Linked DNA regions of Oryctolagus cuniculus: region 1 is linked to region 2. A link is a contact called in public Hi-C data. All regions are on one chromosome and are shown on one strand. Each heading gives the region's core, a stretch centred on a gene start, on an enhancer-like site or on the middle of the called end of the contact. The rest is flanking DNA. Distances are from core to core; before and after follow the strand shown. Region 1 holds the start of FOXN3 (forkhead box N3). Region 2 overlaps FOXN3 (forkhead box N3).

Evidence for each region. Hi-C and Micro-C count contacts between places; a contact is called where the count stands out from the background.
Region 1: a contact with region 2 is called in a Hi-C map of psoas muscle, with 1.6 times the contacts expected there. The contact joins the promoter of FOXN3 here to the enhancer-like site in region 2. A contact is called at or near these places in 2 of 6 Hi-C or Micro-C datasets (psoas muscle and an unstated tissue).

The regions. Positions count from the first base shown.
Region 1 is chr20:35,299,310-35,303,146 of mOryCun1.1, forward strand. FOXN3 (forkhead box N3) reads right to left here and starts at 1,699. Exons shown (of 7, transcript XM_070065521.1): 1 at 1,425-1,699.
Region 2 is chr20:35,229,607-35,233,334 of mOryCun1.1, forward strand. The region is part of intron 1 of FOXN3 (forkhead box N3); the gene reads right to left. LOC138847277 (a long non-coding RNA gene) reads left to right here. Exons shown (of 2, transcript XR_011385010.1): 2 at 1-3,728. Among named protein-coding and RNA genes, the nearest start is that of FOXN3, 70 kb to the right of the region's middle. Within about 2 kb of position 1,820, at least 1 of the 8 cell types and tissues checked has an H3K27ac peak or open chromatin away from gene starts, as enhancers often do.

The DNA.
Region 1 (3,837 bases), core at 449-2,948, 70 kb after region 2:
TGTTTTCCTAAGTCTCAGTCTGGCTGGCCAATCCGTGCGAGAGTTAAGTGGGCTCCAGCCCTTGGTGCCGGCAGTCCTCAGGGCTCCCTACCCTCTCAGCTGCCAGCCCTCTCCAAGGCAGAGCTGGCGATCAATGAAAAACCGGGGAACAAAAGGAAAAGAATAGGACGTCTTCCCGGCTAAGGAAAACGGTGCCCTCCTTCCTCACTGAGCCGCTCGCACCCAGCCTCGGCAGCTCCACCTGGGGGCTCCCAGCCGACCAGGGCTTCCCGGCCCGGCTCTCCTCTCTCTCACGTTTGCTGGCAAATGTGTCACCTGAGGCTCGGCCGCTGACGGGGGCTCCCCGCGCCCAGCCAGCTGAAACTAATACATTAAATCAATTAGCAGCCCCACAATGAAAAGCTGCCTCTCTCTTTCCCAAATGTCATCCCGGGAGTATTCACAGAGCAGGAAAAATCGCCTCTCCGGTCTCCCCAGCCAGTCACCACGGCTTAAATCCTCAAAACAGGTTTTTCTCCCTCCCCCCCCCCCCAAAAAAAAAAAAAAAAAAACAGAAATATTCTCAGCGCTTTCCACGGAAATCCTGGTCTCCGTGTGTCATATCAGGATAGCCAGGGGCAGGACTGGAAGAGGCTCCGACCGCCTGCAGATCTGCCAGTGTTTATAATGGAGAGCAAAACAGTTGCGACCAGCAATGCCGAGCGAAACTCCGGGCGAGCCAAACTCACATCCAGCATGTTGGTTGCTTGCAAACAAAAGTCACGTCAGGGAGCCCAAGAAAGTGGGTTTCCCCACAAGTCAGGCGCAGAACGACACCCGCTATTTGCTCATTTTTATAAATACCCATTTGTCTGCAATCTCAAAAAAAATTTTTTTTAAGAAAACGACTATTCACACATTTCTGAGAAACTTTTTTTTTTTTTGGTAATGAACTAACTTCGGAGAGAAAAGTAATGAAAATAAGCAAGTTGGCATCCCCGGTCTCTCCCACCGGGGCGGCCACGCTATAAATCAATCCGGAACCAGGTGGGAACACGAGGGCGGGCGCCTTCCCCCCAACACCGAAGGGGGCCCCCAAACGCGGCCGCCCCGGCTCCGCATGACAATGCTAAACCGGAGCAGGAGGCTGGGCGGCAGGAAGCGAGCCCCGTTTTCGTTACCTGCGATCGCCTGCCCCCCCGCTGCTTCTCGCGGCCGCATCGGGGGGCCGCGGCGGCGCTGGACTCGCGGGTGGCCCCGCCGCCGGGTCGCGCCGTCTCCCGGCCGAGCTGCAGCCGATCGCGGCCGGAACCCCGGCTCCAGCGCCCGGCGCCCGCCCGGGGTCGGCGGCGCGGCTCCCACCCGGGCCCGGAGCCCCGCTGGGTCCTAGTGCGCGCCGCGCGCCCGCCCGCCCGCCCGCGGCCCGGTCTGCAGCCCTCACGTACCGCAGGCAGCTCGCGGGCGCCGAGGATCCCCGGCAACACGGAGCACGGCGGCCCCGGCTGTGCGCCGACCTGCCCGGGGCCGAGCGTCCGAGGCCGGGCAGGAGGCGTGGGGAGGAAGACGCCGGCTGCCAGCGAACTCCGAAGGCAGATGTTCGTATCCGCAGCCCCGGCGTAAATACAGCGCGGGCAGGAACCGGCATTGGGAGGTGGGCCCGGCGCGCTGGTGCGTTCACCGAGGCTGAGAGACGTGCGGGATCGACCCGGAGATTTCAAAAATGCACCGCGAAAGAGGCTGGTGTGTGTGTGTGTGTGTGTGTGTGTTTTAAAAACAACCTTTTAAACACTTTTCCCCAGTATTTCCCCCTGCTAACAGGTCCTTTTTTGCATTTTGCTCTCTCGTACTTTTTGTAATACGCTATTTTAAATAACAAAGCCCCATATGGCTAACCACGTAGTCATTTGATTTTCAAAAGACCTCAAAAATTGCATCAAAATATGCAGTCATGTATCTCCCAAGAAATCAACGAGAAAGAATTAATGGTGGCATATGGCGTGCCGCACAGAGGAAACTTAATTACAAATTAAAACAAATGCAAAAACGCACAAATTCCGTAAGCTGAAAGTAAATTATGATCCTAGATGCATGCACAAATCAGCTCACCCAGGATTAAGAGGGCTGCGCTGGTCTAGGTTTCTCTTTCACAGCAGGGGTCGGAGTGTTTGTTACAGGAAATCATATCAGATTCCTTCTTGCCCCCCAAAGGGCTTTTAGCAACCTCTGGGCTCATTCATTGACTGCAGCCCACCTGGAAAGCAACTTTTAATCTTGCCAGCGCTCACTGGCTCGTTTAAGAGGACAATTCTGTTAGCCCTTAACTCAAAATAAAAGTGCTTGTGTTTGAAAAGCCTGTTTGAAAGGCTTCCAGCCTGGGGACTTCCTTCGATATCACCAAGTTTGAAGGTCACAATTTGGTAAAACCGCTCACTACCATGGTGCTGTGGTTGACACCAGAAAGAAAAATCAAATGGGAGGAAGTGCTTTCTGGATTCTATTTTTGGAATAGGAAAAAAAAAATCCCTTTGAAAAGTAATTCCCCCCCCCCTCCAATTATAGCTAAATCAATATCATGGAAGATTTTGAGTATAACTCAACCATCAAAGGCCTCTTTGCTGCCGCCTTATGTCATAATACGTTGCACTTGTTCATCTTCAAAGTTCTTGTTCATACATGCCACGTGATCTGTTCCTCAACCCTGTAAGGAGATAATGAGACCCCCAATTTTCAAATGAGAAAGCAGAGGCCCCTAAAGGTGGAGCGACTTACCCAAAATCACACACCTGGAGAGCAGACCTGCTGGAATCCCAGTCGCCAGTACCTCCAACAGGCCCAGTGCTTTCCAGAACACCACCAGGCCTCCCAGCTACTTCTCTGTTCAAGGCTACTTCAAAACAGTTCACGCAAACTGAAATTAAAGGAGGTCATTTTGGAGCAAAAAAAAAAAAAAAAAAAATCCAAAACCCATGCAAAGTCTTTTCACAACAGACTCCATTTGTATACAGAGACTTCAAAAATGTTTTGTACCAAAATAAACTTGTTTTTTAATTTCTATTTTTCCATGAACTTTTGAAGTATGCTTGTAAGGACTTTAGAAAAATGAGGTATCCAAAACCAAGCCACCGGCAGATTTCTTTAGTCATCATTTCTTACCTGATCAGAGTAGCGATTCACCAGCATGGAAACAGGAGACCAAGCGAAGGAAGTCTAGCTTCTGCTAAGTGGGAACCGGAGCCACTGAGACCCAGGCTCGTCGGATTTCCGTACTGGAGGTGCCCAGGGCACCCTGGCAGACAGAAAACTTCAAACTCTGGGGCTGAGCAATGCCCCTGCCACTCATGCACCTCTTTGCTCACATTCAGAGGCTAAAAACTGACTCCACTCCACAGTGGAGGAATGAGGTTTTTGCACGTGGATCTTGGTTATCCAATTGCCAGTACTGAAAGGCTTCACACACCCTGGAAACTTGAGGTATTTCGTTTATGAGGTGAGATATAAGGCCTGCTTGTCCAGACCTGGCGACACCAGAGTTCCCATGGGCCTCCAGGAAGTCACTTCTCGACCCTCCTGCACCCAGGGGCAAGCCACCAGTCGGTTCTGTTGGTAGTAGTCTACTTCCTGTTCCCCTCTGCCAAAAGGAGACATCACTCCCCTGATGATGTGTCCCAAGCCACCTAGATGCCAACCAGGTGAGGGGCTGGGGAACATTTAACCGAAAAAAAAAATTTTATTTTGAAAAAATGATTCATTCCTTTTCTTGTGCATTTCATACAGGAGGCATGGGAAGGTCACTGGAAGATGTGCACAGCCTTCCTGGAAGGATTAATGCCAAACTTACTTGATGAATTCATTTGATCC
Region 2 (3,728 bases), core at 570-3,069:
AGGCTCCTGCAGACGGAAAAGGAACCACTTTTCACATCATGCATCCTGCACACCCATCATGCAAAGCATGACGTGAGCACTGGAAGGCAGACAGGGAGAGCCGCACAGTCCAGGCGCCACAGACATGCTGTGAAGGTGCGGTCTCTGCTTCTCACTGCAGTAATGAGGGGATGTCCACGTGGATGTCTCTGGCTGGCCTTGAAAGAAAGGAACCCTTTCAGAGAGTGGAGACCTGAAACACCTTCTCAGCCTTTGAAGTTTGCACAGTGACATCGGTCGGTTCCTTGCCCGGGGCAGGGGTTTAAGCTTACTAAGAACTGGAGAAATATTTTTTACTGCAGCACAAGGCAAAACAGCTGACAGATCCGACGATGAGGTGAAGGGAAACACATCCTTTACAGCGGACACCCCACTGTGCCAAGGGGCTCAAGGGCTGTAGGTCCAACTTTTAGGGGAGAATCTGCGTTCTCATCAGTCTTCTGCACTACAGTTTCCAGTCTTCCTCTTACCCAACCCTGCTCCAACCTGTCCTACCAACACCTGTCCTACCAACGCTTGCCTTGCCTACTGGCACCTGTCTTTCCTACCAGGAAACCTATCTTACCAACACCTGTCCTACCAACATCAATCCTTCCTACCAACACTTGTCTTACCAACACCTGTCCAACCTATCAACATCTGTCCTACCAACACTGCTGTATCTCTGTAACCCACCTCATGTTCCCCCACCCCACAAAGGGCACCACAATCAGCCTCCTCCAGTGTTGTTCCTCAAGTGGAAGTCCATGTGCTAGTGCCATTTCCCACGAGGCACGTGTGTGACGGGGCAGGGGAAAGAGGAGATCTTCAGGGCTTTGGCACTAGTGTTTATTCCCACGGTGGGTCCCGTCCAGCTGGCTGACCACTCTGTCTCTGCATATCGTGTCCCCAGCCCGCACACTGCGGAATATTCAGCAGGTACTCCTGATATGCTTGTAGAACAAAGACCTGCTGACTTCACCCCTAACACTTTCTCTGCCCTGTCTGTCAGCTCTCTGTCCATCTTGGGGTACTCTTTTTCAGGGCTGTACCTATGACTCCATCCTGGACATCAGAACTCCCTCTTCCAGAGCTGTTTGGTTTGTTTTTGTCTTAATTTCATGCCATGGTGAAAGTTCTTACGGAATACGCTAAGAAAGGTGGGACCCCACAGACTCTGGGGACTTAGTAAAAGTCACCTAAGAAAAAGTAAGAATATTATAGGCTGTCATTATTATGATTTGATGATCTCCATAAAATCAATCACAGAATGGAAGCCAAACACTTGAAAGAAAACAGAAGGAAATCTGTTGCCTTGAGATTTATCCTCCTTCTTCAAAGAAGGGCGTGCACTTGCTTCTGTGGTACATGATGTCAGGATAGGCCTTGGGCCAATCATTGTAAAGAGCATCTGAAAAATCACTCAAGAGTTGCGTATGCAGTTGTTTTGTGAAGGATATAACAGTTTGTTTGTTTAAATGAGGCTGTCTGCTGGAAGGTTCTGTGAAGATATTAGCTAAACTCAAGTCTCTACCAGCAAATACAGGCCTGCAGGTCCCAGACCCACCACAATCACTGGTCTTATCTCCACCTTATAGGTGTGAATAAACAGAGAAACAAGCTGAACCCCATTCAAGCCAGCGAGGGGTTTTAGCTCACAATAGCATGGGAAACATGACCCTTGGTTAAGTTAGCCCTTAACCCCAAACTGTCCCTATACACAATAAAGCAAGTTATTTGCTGGGGCCTGGGGGGTGTCCCCATGTGGGCTATGCAGGGGCTCTTCCAAACACCCCACTTGGCACAGGTTCACAGAGGGCCCCTTCCTTTGAAAACGTCCCAGCAATCATGGCTGCTCTAGGGGCTGCACGTGGGCTCCAGAGCACAGAGGCCACACACGTCCTCATGATGACACAGAGGGGACCATCTGGTAAGGAAAAACCAGGAAGAGGGGCTTGTAGGGTGATGCAGTTAAAAGACAAACCTAACGAAAGAGCCCCTTGCTGGATAATAGGAAAGTGAAAAAAAGAGAAGTCAGTTGAGATACAAAGCTCGGGAGGTGAAGTCGCCAAGCACTAACTTTTATTTATAGTCAAGCAGGAAGGTAGAACCTGAGTCATTCATCAAAACATTCAATTCCCCAGTTAGGTGCGTGGCCCCTGGACAGCCCTAGCCACCTCAAGGTCAAGCCCCAGCCAGCAGGGGGCTCCCTGGGAAGCCAGGGAACACGGATGTCTGGGTTAGGGTTGACACTTCCGGTTCTCCCAGGGTTGCTCAGAGTTCAGAAATCCAGATCGCAAGATCCATGGAAAAAACACGGGCCTGGCTCTTTGGCTCATTAGAACAGGGAAAATGCAATCACTTTGCATAGTCATAAGGTGTCCACTCCAGGTAGCTTTTCAGAGCCCAGAGAGTTTAAGGAATTTATTCTAACAAATCAATGAAAAGCATGTTAAAACCAAGCAAGTCAGAGGGTGGAAAAAAAGAAACAATAAAGACTGAATAACTGCCCTTAAGTGACTTTAATTTTATTTTTATGGAAGGAAGGAGATTTGGGCCTTTGTCCATATTTTTTTTGTTGTCCATTTTGCTTTTTTTATTCTTGTTACGTTTCATTTTTATTTTATGATTTATTTTATTTATTTATTCGAGAGGCAGAGCTATAGAGAGAGGTCCTCATCTGCTGGTTCACTCCCCAAATGGCTGTAATGGCTGGAACTGGACCAATCTGAAGCCAGGAGCCAGCAGTGTCTTCCAGGTTTCCCTTGTGGGTGCAGGGGCCCAAGCACCTGGGCCATCCTCCAATGCATTCCCAGGTACATTGGCAGGGAGCTGGATCAGAAATAGAGCAGCCGGAACTCAAACCAGCACCCACATGGGATGCCGGCTCCACAGGCAGAGACTTAACCCACTGCTTCACAGTGCCGGAAGCACTGGTTTGAAATGAAGAAAGTTCAAAAATATATGCAGTAAAAAGTAAGCAAGCCTCCCACCTCTGTTGTAGCCACCTGGTTCTACATCTTAGAAGCAAAAATAAGCAGAGAGGCAAGTACTGTCAAAAAATAAATAAATAAAAATAAGGAAGGAAGCAGAAAGAAAAAAATCTTACACCAGTTCTCTAAATCTGGCACGTCCTTTCAGATACAATCTCTGTGAATACTAGCATTCTTCTCTGTGTTAACAAAATATTTGTGTGTGAGTGTCCCATACCTGGATTCTTCACTTAACCTATCTTGGGGAGCATACCCGGAGCTGCCTCGTTGTATACGTGCAGATTGTGTAGCGTGAGGGAATGGAATCGACTGGCCAAAGGTAAATGCATTTTCTATTTCAATTAACATTGTCGATTTGCTTTTCATACAGACCGTATCAATTCACACTTTCATCCGTACTCTGCAGAGTCTCTACTTGTCACCTCAGTCAACACAAAGCATTACCAACTATTTTGAGCCTCACCGTGCTGACAGGTAAACCTGACCTCCGAAAGTCTGTTTCTATTTCTCACATTAGTAGTCTGGGAAAGTAACTTTTCATGTGTTTAAGAGTCATTTATATTTCCTTTTCTGTCAGCTGCACGCTCATACCTTACATGACTTTCTACCATTCTCTTTTCTGCATTAAGGGAATCTAACATATAACATCCAAACTGTTCTTGTATATAGTGCTCTATAGTTTCATGTTATTTACTTCAATAATCGTAATAACCTAGT